Linked DNA regions of Mus musculus: regions 1 and 2 are each linked to region 3. A link is a contact called in public HiChIP or PLAC-seq data. All regions are on one chromosome and are shown on one strand. The core of a region is the stretch at or near the end of the contact, and the rest is flanking DNA. Distances in the headings are between cores, read along the strand shown. Region 1 overlaps Gm26633 (predicted gene, 26633). Region 2 has its middle 36 kb from the start of Gm31213. Region 3 holds the start of Isg20 (interferon-stimulated protein).

The links. HiChIP or PLAC-seq counts read pairs in DNA pulled down with a chosen protein or histone mark.
Region 1: a contact with region 3 is called in an HNF4G HiChIP or PLAC-seq map of pancreatic cancer cells. The contact joins the enhancer-like site here to the promoter of Isg20 in region 3. A contact is called at or near these places in 5 of 39 promoter capture datasets (the C10 cell line, the HPC-7 cell line, cranial neural crest and 2 more), 1 of 484 Hi-C or Micro-C datasets (the Ba/F3 cell line), 3 of 115 datasets of contacts at active chromatin or transcription factors (embryonic stem cells and pancreatic cancer cells) and 1 of 9 other capture datasets (adipose tissue).
Region 2: an H3K27ac HiChIP or PLAC-seq map of embryonic stem cells shows a contact between it and region 3, with 5 read pairs. The contact joins the enhancer-like site here to the promoter of Isg20 in region 3. A contact is called at or near these places in 5 of 39 promoter capture datasets (embryonic stem cells, frontonasal cranial neural crest, hematopoietic stem and progenitor cells and 2 more), 9 of 484 Hi-C or Micro-C datasets (Sertoli cells, cerebral cortex, cortical neurons and 4 more) and 1 of 115 datasets of contacts at active chromatin or transcription factors (embryonic stem cells).

Annotation. Positions count from the first base shown.
Region 1 is chr7:79,028,099-79,031,717 of GRCm38.p6, reverse strand. The region is part of intron 1 of Gm26633 (predicted gene, 26633); the gene reads left to right. Among named protein-coding and RNA genes, the nearest start is that of Acan, 23 kb to the left of the region's middle. Within about 2 kb of position 2,362, at least 14 of the 459 cell types and tissues checked have an H3K27ac peak or open chromatin away from gene starts, as enhancers often do. A contact at or near this core is called in pancreatic cancer cells, where this site is marked.
Region 2 is chr7:78,989,028-78,992,844 of GRCm38.p6, reverse strand. No RefSeq gene overlaps it. Among named protein-coding and RNA genes, the nearest start is that of Gm31213, 36 kb to the right of the region's middle. Within about 2 kb of position 2,359, at least 75 of the 459 cell types and tissues checked have an H3K27ac peak or open chromatin away from gene starts, as enhancers often do. A contact at or near this core is called in Sertoli cells, cerebral cortex and cortical neurons, where this site is marked.
Region 3 is chr7:78,912,476-78,916,079 of GRCm38.p6, reverse strand. Isg20 (interferon-stimulated protein) reads right to left here and starts at 2,315. Exons shown (of 4, transcript NM_020583.5): 1 at 2,038-2,315; 2 at 1,506-1,758. The coding sequence starts at 1,733.

The DNA of each region.
Region 1 (3,619 bases), core at 1,113-3,612, 120 kb before region 3:
TGCTGGGGAGGGAGGCATAAAGGTTTGCCCAGTTCCTGCAATAAATGAATCTGCTTTTGCCTCTTGCCTGACTCCTGGAGTCTGCGTCATTGACTCTGCATCTTCTTTCCCCATCCCTAAGGGTCTTGGTTGGGATTGCAAGCAACAGGTTTCATTAAGGCATTTTCTTACATGTGTGTAATTGTACCTCATTTATATTCACTCTATTTCCTAGATCACTGGATAATTCAGAGCTACAGTAAAATCTGTATCTCTATATATTATTCTTTGGATGGGTCTTCTACTCATTGGTACCATTGGAAAACTGACTCACTGAGCTTACACATCTTCTAGATTTTGACCCATCTTTTACAAACCATTAAAGGAACCACCTTTCTTAATGCCACCACTAAAACTCTTCATTGGGAAGCTAACAGGATATAGCTCATGATACCAGAAATAAGTTTTAAAATCCAAAGTTTTGTTTGAAAGATTTAATGTTACAATCAGCCACAAACTGACAGGCTCACTCTATTTTCAAGAAAATTTCTACTAAATACCTAAGTTGTAATAACAGTTTGGGGATATGTTATGGGGTCCACTTATATCCAACACAATTCAGATACCAGGTCAAAACTGAAAACAGAAATTTATTGTAATCAAGCCTTTACTGATCAGTCAGGGACACAGAACAAAGGAACAGACTGAGGAGCTGAACTGCGACCCCGAGCTAGAACGTTACAGGGACCGAGCTAGAACGTTACAGGGACCGAGCTAGAACGTTACAGGGCCTTAAACTTGAAACCACAAACACCTGTGCCAAGTTACAATTACATCTTCCCACCAATCAGGATTTTGGGATAGGGAACTTTCCTAGGAACATTTCTCTATGTGGTACACATATCCTGTTCTTATTGGCTGGGTAATTCAGCTGTAACCAAGTGACTTGCCTAGTATTCATATCTCAACTTGACAACCAGGATGTCAGTTACCCAGGGAGGTCTTATAAACTTGAACATTTTTCGACCCCTATTCAAAATGGAAGCTTTACTCAAAATGGCTTCAGTTTGGTTCCTTCCTACACTTCATTGTCCTTTCATGTAAAAAATGATGTTCTCTGAAAAGAGTAGATAGTTTAGCTGGAAACTCAGACAGAAATTAAAATGCTTTTTTGTTGTTGTTGTTTTTTAACCATTGACTGTGTATGTTTCTATGGATGGAACCCAGAAACTTAATGCTGTATAAAAACACTATCACTGAGCCATGTCTTAATTAAGGTTACTATGTCTGTGATGAAACATCATGACCAAAAGCAAGTTGGGGAGGAAAGGGTTGAGTTTATTTATATTTTCACATCACCGCTCATCATCAAAGACTGCTGGTATAGGATCTCAAACAGAGTAGGAACCTGGAGGATGGAACTGGAACAGAAGCCATGGGGAGGTGCTGTTCACTAGCTTGTTCCACATGGCTTGCTTAGCTTACTTTCTTATAGAACCCAGGACCATCAGCTCAGTGGTGTCCCTACCTAAAGTGGGCAGAGTACTCCCCCATCAATCACTAAGAAAATGCCCAACAGGCTTGTCTATTTTCTCAGTAGAGGCTCCCACCTCTCAATTGGTTACTATGAGCATAGTCTGCCATTGCCTAAATGCTGAGGCCTCAACACCCTTATGTGTGCATACATCAACACCACTGATCTAAGATGAACTGCAAGGTTCACAATAATCTCCAATGCTGCAAACTTCAGCATAATTTTACTCATTGCCAAATTATTTACACACATGAAGAGTGTTTTCAATGTTTTGTTAGTGCTGGAACAGGACTGGTTCATTTGGATCTAAACATCTCCAAAGGTCCGTATATCAAAGACTTAGTCACCATGTGATGGCACTCTGAGAGATGGCTTAACCTTTGAGAGGTGGGGCTTAGTGGAAGGTCTTCGGGTCATTGGTGATGTAACTGAAGAGGATATTGAGGTCCTAGCTCTTTGAATTTCCTTTTCTCTTTCACATCCCAAACTGGGATGCTCAGCATTGCTTCCTGACCTGTTTCTCCCATGATGCACACAGCCTTACCACCTCAGCTTACTAAAGACCTAAAAGCAATAGACTGCCTGATATTGGATTGGAAACTCTAAGGCAGTGAGCCTAAATAAATGTTTCTTTATATGTCGATTTTCTAGGGCATTTTGTTATAGTCATGGAAAGCTGACTAACAAAAGAACAAAACAAAGCAAAACAACAAATGTAGCTTCATCCGCACCTCCACCCATTACTGAGGTAAGAGTGTGATTCTGCCAGGGAGAGATGAACTCAGTCCTGTTTACAGTACACTCTGTAGTATGACAAGTTGCTTGCAAACCAGGAAGTGACAGGCATAGTGTTTCTTTTATTGAGCTTTGACTCAGCAGGCATTCAGCAGTGTCAACAGCATGAGGCTTTATTACTTATTACTCTTGCGGCTAAAGAAGTTTGATTATGTACTCTGTAAAATGCGTCCATAGGTTTTTATTGCTAGCAGTAAAGGCTGTAAGAAACCTCTTTTTTTTTTTTAAATTCTAAGAGCTTATAACATCTACACTTAATTAGTTAATTCCATTCTCTTTAAACTCTCTAAAATGATACCCCAACTTAAATGGCCACAATAGGGCTAAGGCAAGGCTACAGCAAGGAAGGCACTTGGGGAGCAAGATTTATAGAAAAATGATAATGTTTAAGTCTCTGCTCCAGCTGAGCCTGACACTACCTTCAATCTCATATTGTACCAGTCTTGCTCTGTGTCTTAGTCTCCTTTCCTGCTGCTGTGAATAGGTACTGTGACGAAAGCATCTTAAGGGAGGATGATTGATTCTGGCTCTCAGTTTGAGGGTACAGTCCATTGCACCCTCGGGGAAGCCCTGGCTGCAGGAGCTGGAGACACATTGGATCTGCAGTCAGGAAGCAGAGAATGACAGGCACTCCTGTCATTGGCTTTCTCCTTTTTATGCCAGCCCAGACCCCGATCCAGGGAACGGTGCTGCCCAAGGTTGAGAGTGTGTGTCTTCTTACTTTAAGTAATCTAATCTGGATAATCTCTTACAGGCATGAATGGAGGCGTGTCTCCTGGGTGATTCTAGATCCTGGCAAATTGACAACAAAGAGCAATTTAGCTCCCTGAGGACTGCTGCTGACGACCATGAAAGTCCTCAGAGATGCCCTATTAAGTGCTGATGATGAAGTCAGTGGTTGTCAAACATGCACAAAGCCTCCATTTCATCCCCAACACCACAAACAAAACACATACACACACAAATGTGAGTGCAAGATGTTATGCCGGGCATGGTGGCACACGCCTTTAATCCCAGCACTCCGGAGGCAGAGGCAGGCAGATTTCTGAGTTCGAGGCCAGCCTGGTCTACAAAGTGAGTTCCAGGACAGCCAGAGCTACACAGAGAAACCTTGTCTCGAAAAACAAACAAACAAACAAACAAACAAACAAACAAAAAACAATTAAAAAAAAAGATGTTCTGTTGCATGGGACTTAGTTATCCCCAACTCAGTCCTAGCCATCTCCTACCTCCTCCACACCCCCATCCAGGCCTAGCCACTACCATTTCTTGCTGCTTACTGAAAAGTTTTCCTAACTTTGTTGTTACCCT
Region 2 (3,817 bases), core at 1,110-3,609, 77 kb before region 3:
ATTGGTGCTGGGAACTGAGCTCTTAACTGCTGAGTCATCTCCGCAGACCCTTTATTATAATTCCCAATCTCTATCTTAATTGCCCCAAATTCAGATGTGTGGTTTATATGGCACTAATTCTGGTTTTTTATTATTATTTTCTTGTACTCTAATAAATAATATTTGCAAATTTTATATGTCCTTGCAAAGTATTTCCCTAAATTGGGGGTCCATCATTTTATATCTGTACTCCCCAGTCTTGTTCTTCAAATACTCCATGTCCATACTAACTGTCTATGTGATATTTTAATTACTGAGGCAGGGATAATATACAGAAGTCTCTCATTACCACCTTTTTCTTTTTGCAAACTTTCTTTTTGGTGCTATGCATCAAGCTCATGACCTCATACCTGCTAGGAGTGCTTGCTCTTTAAGCTATGCCATTTGGCTCACGACTTTTTGTTTTATAAGTTTGGATATTGAAGTTGTTACGTGTATATATGTTTGCAACTCTTGTAGCTTCAGATTTTCTTCTATAATTATGTCGTTCTGCATATTCTAAATATGCTTTTTACCTTCAACTTTTCTCTAGGCACAGAATTTTTTTGGTTAGTATTCCTTTATTGTGTTGCTGTTATTAGTGTGCACAAATTGTAGATATGAATACCCCTGATAACATTTCCACATGTGCACACACTGTGCTTGGATCATGTCCACGCTCCCTGCACCCTCTCTCACCAGCCTCTCTCTTGGCCAGCATTTGCAGGAATTTCTCTTTCAGTCCTTTACTCCCAGCCTGTCTCTTTCACTGTTTTTTTTCCCTATTTCTGTTTAAAATAGCACACCTCCCAGTTATGAATATCTTTTCCTTGTAATTCTATTGCTTTTTGTTTCAAGTACCTACTTTGAAAGTCAGATCTTGGAAACCTTCTTTTAAATGTTGAGTTTATGCCTCAAATAGTTACTGATGCTCCTCATGTGCTTTTGATCTACCTTGCATTTATAAGGTTTATTAATGTGTACGTGTGTGGAGGAGGGATGTACGGCATGTGTACGCAGGTGCCATTGGCGGCTAGAGGACAGCATCAGATCCGAGGGAATGAGTGTTACAGGCTGTTGTAAGCAGCCAGGCTTGGGTGCTGGGAGCCAAGTTCAGGTCCTCTGGAAGAGCAGCAAGTGCCATTGGGCCACATCTCGGTCTTATTTTTTAAATTTGTTCTTCTGGAAAGCAAGGTGGCACTCATGTTTGCCTTACACATCTGTCCTTCCGTCTCCTGCTTTCTGTTTTCTTGTTTTTTCCTTTCTTTAAAAAAAAAAAAAGACAACTCTCTAAATCATACTTTGTATGCCAACTAGCATTAATTTCTTTCATCATTAAGAAAATGCTGGGGTTGTGTTAATAGGCACGGTGTACCTTTGGGAACTCCGACTTCTCCAGTTTAGCTCTTATCATCAGCTTGCTGGGATCAGCAAGAGATCTACAACAAGAAACACCCAGTGTTGTCTTAAAACAAGATTCCCCACATCACAAGATACCTGACACCTTTCCTGTGCCTACTGTTTGTAAGTCTACACCAGGTCAGCTGCCAGCCTCTTAGTTGATCTGGTGTAACTAATACTGTAGGGAATTGTTTTTGTGAAGTTTAATACTTGACTTTTGAGGATTCCTTGAAATTCAATTCCTTGAAATGACTGGTTGAAGGGAGAATAAGGACGGAAGACCTTACCACGTGTCTCCAAATTGCCATCCTGGCAGGTCACACACTCTTCTATGGATATTTTCCTTCAGAGTAGACATCTCAGGGAACAGTGTAGCTACTCGATTCCCAGATCACATTGAGTCACTTGGTGTGGTGTCGAGAGCCAGGCAGTGGATGAATATAGCCACGTGCTCCTGAGCACTGGTAGATGTGGATTCAAACCAGGGTCCTGGAGTGAGGAACTTAGACCCTTCTCAGTCCCCTCATTCCTGTTGTGAGCTCAGCACTCGGAGTCCCACTGGCTTAGCTTTAAAGGCACTCAGGTGTGTCAGCTATGTGGACCCTCACTCCTGAGGGTTTTTGGGAGGCTGGACTGAGACCAGAAGCAACAAGCTCTGCAGCATCCCCAGGCCCCTGTGTGTGAGATGACAGGAAAAAGGGTCCCTACTTTTGTCTTCTCAAGAAACAAGAGTATGCTCAAATCATGGCGAGGTTAGCGCGCTTCTCTCCCATCTCGACTTTTCGTCTGCTCCAGGAGAAAGGGGGCGGACGCGGGCTGTGGTGAAGCCATCGCTGCCAGGATGCACCGCAGGAATCTGCAGGGCAGGGCTAGGACCCTGTTAGGGGACTCACAGTCCCGCCGCTGCGCACAAAGCCTGCCCTTGTCCAGCTCCTCGCTCCTCTGATGCTGCCCTGAGCTCAGACCTCCCAGCGTCCTGAAGGCTCCGGTTGTGGAGTCCGGTGTCCGGACCACGCCCATTAGGGGGACGTGCCGCTTGCCGCGGACTCAGAACCTTCCCCTGGTGTTGGAGCTTCCAACTCTGCTGGAATCTACTCTTAAGAACACTCGCAGTCTGTCTCAATCCCACTCGCAGAGGCGTTGGATCTGGTCGAGCAAAGACGCATTCTCAGCATGAGTCTGAGTGGGGTGGGGTGGGGGTGGGGGGCAACTGCCACTCACAGAGGTGATAGAGATGGTAAAGGTCATGGTCACCTCTGCAGTAGGTCAGGGTCCAGGGTTGGGCAGAGGTGAATACAGGTTCTCTGTCTCTCATCAGATTTCTTGCAGTACCCGACTGGGCAACCCCAGGACTCCTTGGTCAGACTCTAACTAGCTGTTTGTGCCTGGAGTCTTCGGGTGTGTGAGGGGAGAGGGGGTGGGGATGGATGTTACCCTGGCAACAGCCTTACCTAGTAGTCTCTCATATTTCTACTTATAACGCCGCCCCTCCCCCTCCCCCCACCCAAGCCCATACACACCATATCTTGAGGACCCTTCTGCCAGAGACAGGCAGTAAGCAAGGCACACTTGTGCTGAAGTCCCCATCTTACCTTATGCCCTACCACACACCTGCTTGGGATGCAGGCTGAATTCATCCATCTACTCGCATCTACCCTTAGCATCCATTTATTGATGCTACAGATTAAACAAAATGGGTGCTCTGAGAAGGTTGAATGTGTGCAGTGCAGTTCACCAAGGAGCTCCTTAATGGAAAGAAACAACGTGCTGAAGAGATATAGATAGATAAATAAATAAATAACCCAAAGGACCCAAGGAAAGAGGGCGAAGCAATGTGCAACACCAGGCACTCACTCCAGACCAGGAGGCAAACCAGACCCCACTGGAAACCAGGGCAGACCTGCCATTTCTCGCTGAGTCTTGTTGTTTTTGCTCAGCATGTTCAGACAAGATTTCACATTCACATCCAGGCTGCAGAAGCCTGGGCGGCAAGGTTGATACTGTTTTCCTAATAGGCTGGGAGCCTGTGGGTGTGGGGAAGGCAGGATCAGAGGCCCTGGGGTTGGAGCTGTCTGAACATACAACCATAGGCAGAATCCTCTGCACACAAACTCCACTCCCATCTTGTTATCTGGTCCTGAGTGTGTTCACATTTTTCTGCTGCTCACACACCCTTAATGGCTTCCCATGACAACTGTGCATCTTTCTCTCTTAGCATGTACTATGACAGCCAGGAACTGCTGGATACTGACTGTGAATCTAAATCCTTGACTGTTATAAAGTCTTTAGTAGGATCATGGTCCTAGGAACGGTGTGGTCTCTTTTAAATGACTTTTAGAAGATGCTTGAGTTCTTTTGTGATTGGGTTACCTCACTCAGGATGATGCCCTCCAGGTCC
Region 3 (3,604 bases), core at 1,066-3,565:
AGCTCATCGGGAAAGTTATAAGATCCAATCCCTAACACTGGACAAAGAGGACAAGAGGGCTCCAGAACAGATCCCCATTAGCACAGGGCCCTTATTTTTGAAGACTAGGGGTTCTTCATGAAAAGAAGTTGTGGGCTGTTGGTCATTCTGAATATGGAGAAAGGACTAAGGCCAAGGGGCTCCAGCACCCCCAGAAGCTGGTAAGGAGCCTGAGGAGCCAGCCTTGCAGACCCCTTAAGTTTAGTCCCACTAGGCCCAGGTTGGACTTCTGAAATGAAGAACGGTAAGATAACAAGTCCACATTGTCTTAACATATGAAGTTGGTGGGTCTGTTCAGTGGCTACAAAAACTAGCTCCGTTAGGAAGGAGGCTGGACTTACCAGGATTCTACAAAAGAGAGCAACAGAAACACACAGGAGCCAATGACTTTGCCCAAAGTGTCTCTGACCATTTTAAATATTTGCAAATTCTTTCATAGTCCTCTTTAAAGATTAATAACTAAGGCTGGAGTGTGGCTCAACTGGCAGAGTGCTTGCCTAGCATTGGAGGACCTAGCGTCTGGCCCATATAAACCGGGTACCATGACACATGCCTGTAAACCCCAGAATTTGGGGCAGATAGAGGCAGGAGGATCAAAGCCAGCCTGAGCGACATGGGACCCTATCTTAACAGCAAGCAAACAAATGATGGGGAATGGAACTCCCGGGGCTGGGGAAGCCCTGAAGGAAAGTCATACACAGAAATAAGCCCAGAAAATCCCATACGGCAGGCAAATAAACTTACACATAACTCCTGCCCACTGGCCCTGGCACACTGCCCCTCTACCTATCCCTCCCAGAGCGCACATGCACAAGTGTGACAAGTGCTACTAGTGTTTGGGCAATCTGGGGGGTGGGGGGCGGTTTGCTAAGCACCATCAGGGTACTGGGATTTCCACCCAGTGGGCAGTAGCAGAGCCTGGCTGCTTGCCACACAGCGGATGAGCAAGCCTGATCTATCTGGCGGCCCAGTGGGAGGATGGGCAGCCCTTAGAGTGCTCAGCTCCGTGTCCTACATGTCTGGAAGACATGGACACAAGGTTAAAGGGTAAGAACCTCGGGCCTCAGTGGCCCAGAGCACGCAGTCTGGGAACACAGTCTCCTTCAGCCCAGGAGCCTCTGGCCTCTGAGTCAGAGCCAGCTCAGCCTCAGAACCTCATTTCACAGGCTCACCAGAGCAGTGCGATGTAGAAGAGAAGGAACATCAGGTGGGACTCAATGTCCCCATCATAAGACCGGAAAGTTGGACCAGAAAGATGCCCTGAAAACAGCTGCAGATGGGAGCCTAAGATTCTCTGGTGGTGGGGAGACTAACTTAGTTGAGGGCTGTGATAGGGAGACCCAGAGTCCTTCCCTCCCTCAAATATGTGAGAAATTCCTCATGGGAGAGTCACAGACCACAGACCCTAGGAAGGAGCTGAGGTGGAAGGACAAATGTGCCTCGACTCCTGCTCCTTCTTCACTTACCTCTAGCCTGGCTTCACCAAATGGCGTGGCCCTCACCATGTGCTGAGGCGTGACCCCGCTGACTTGGGTTCTGTAGTCCGTGATCTCTCCCTCGGGTCGGATGTACTTGTCATACAGGACTGCGCCATGGATGTTCACAATGCTGCAGCGGGCGAGGCCACTCACCCTTTGAGGCCCAAGCCCCACCATCTCACAGTCCATGGCCACCACCTCTGGGATGCCTGCCATGCTCCTTGGCGACCCTCAGAAAGCCCTGGAGGATGGGGAGGTGGGGGGTGGGGGAGAGCCAGGCTGTCAGTCAAGAACCAACAGCCCTCCAGGCATCCTGGGCCACCACCCTGCCAAACTACACCCTGAGCCCTGCCCATTATCTCCAGTGCCACCTGGCAACAGAAGCTGGCCTCTTGCCAGCCTTCAGCTTCTGTGTGCTATAGGTCCCAGAGCTTGCTGGTCCTGTCTGGCTGTCCCACCTCGAAGCCCCCTCCCATTGCCTCCCAGTTTGGGCAGCTATGTGGTTGGTACCTGCTCTCACCTGTCTCAGTGCCCTGGGTTCTCTTCTGCCCCTCTGTTTCCACTTCTCGGCTACTTCAGTCACTTTGGGAAGTGACTCATCTCTAACGGGGAGCCTGCCTGTTTTAGTTTCAGTTTCTGGTTCATTATCAAGGGAAGTTGAGGAGTGGGGGCAGGCCTTGTAGCCTGGGCTGTTCCATCTCCTCAAGGCTGGCCAGGTAAGGGGGCTGGCAGGTTGAGTCAGGGCTGGTGGCCGCGTCAGGCTGTCCCTCCTCTGGCCCTGCCCTACTCCTCCCTTTCGGATGACGTGTCTGACGTGGACGGAGTGGATTGCAACATCTTTCTTTGCTTTTCTCACCCTCCACCCAGAGAATAAACATCTCCGGGATTGGAGCCTGGGGAAGGTCCCACAACTTCTGGGACCTGCTGTCAGTGTGCTACCCTGGGAGGTTTTCTGAGGACAGAGCAAGCAGTTCTTGAGATGCTGGTACCATTAACTGGGAAGGGCAGCAAGGGGTTGGGGGAGGAGGAGGGTCTAGTCCTTGGTGCCTCATTGGGCAGAGACTCTACCTGGGAGAGTTGACAAACAGCAGCAGACCTTTAGAGGGCCTCAAGCCAGGCTGTTCTTCCTCCTGGGTTCTAGTCTCCTGGGCTGGGACTTAGAATCCTTAGAGTGATACCTATTATTAGGTCCAAAAGGAAAAATTCCAAGAACCCTCCCCAGCCCCCTGAAATAAAGGGCAGGCCCACTGTCTTTGTCCAAAATGACAGTCTGGCCCGCAGCTCAAGCTGGACTATAGGGTTTCTTGTGTATAGCTCAAAGTTCTCACAAAGAGTTCCTCAGAAACCTGTCAGAACAGTTCTGTGGGTCCACATGACAGCCCATGCTAGCCTGCAGACTCCTTCACATGACACATGTTCACATGTACCTGTTCTGCACTGGCCTTCTGACCCCTCTCACCTCCCTGACTCCTCCGCTCTGCTAGCTCCCAGGCCCTTCCACCTCAGCCCCGTCCGTTTTCCTTAAAACCAGCAATATCCCCACTCTACCCCCTGCCGCTCTTACTATTCTCTTCTCTAGCTCCCCACTCCTATTTTCTCTGCTCCTGAGAGATGGTCCTGTCCATGGGCAGGCAGTCTGCTGCTTTTCCTCTCTGCTCTGGACTCTTCTGGATGCCCCTGGCTGGTCTCTCATAGCGACAAGAAAACTCCTCCCCTGAATCATGGAGCCCCTGTTGCTTATTCCTAACACGCAGGGAACGTTCAGTATTCTAATAAACAAACTGAGGTATGCGCGGATCAGAAACAGACTCAGCTTTCTAAGAGGGGAGCGCTTGCAGAACACACCAGAGAGAGAGAGGCCAAAGGAAGAATATATATGGATCTGCATTCGCTTTGCCACTCGGGGAGATAAAACACAGAGGCGCTAGGCTATGTTCCTTTCTCTCCGCTGGGGTGCGGGGCTTGTGGGTCATACCGCTCAGGGGAGAGGAAATGAAACCTAAGATAGGGGCCCCAGTTCATTGTCACTGGGTCGGAAACTGTGGTTCTCAAACTCCTGGGCATGGAAACCCCAAGAGTTGAAGGGA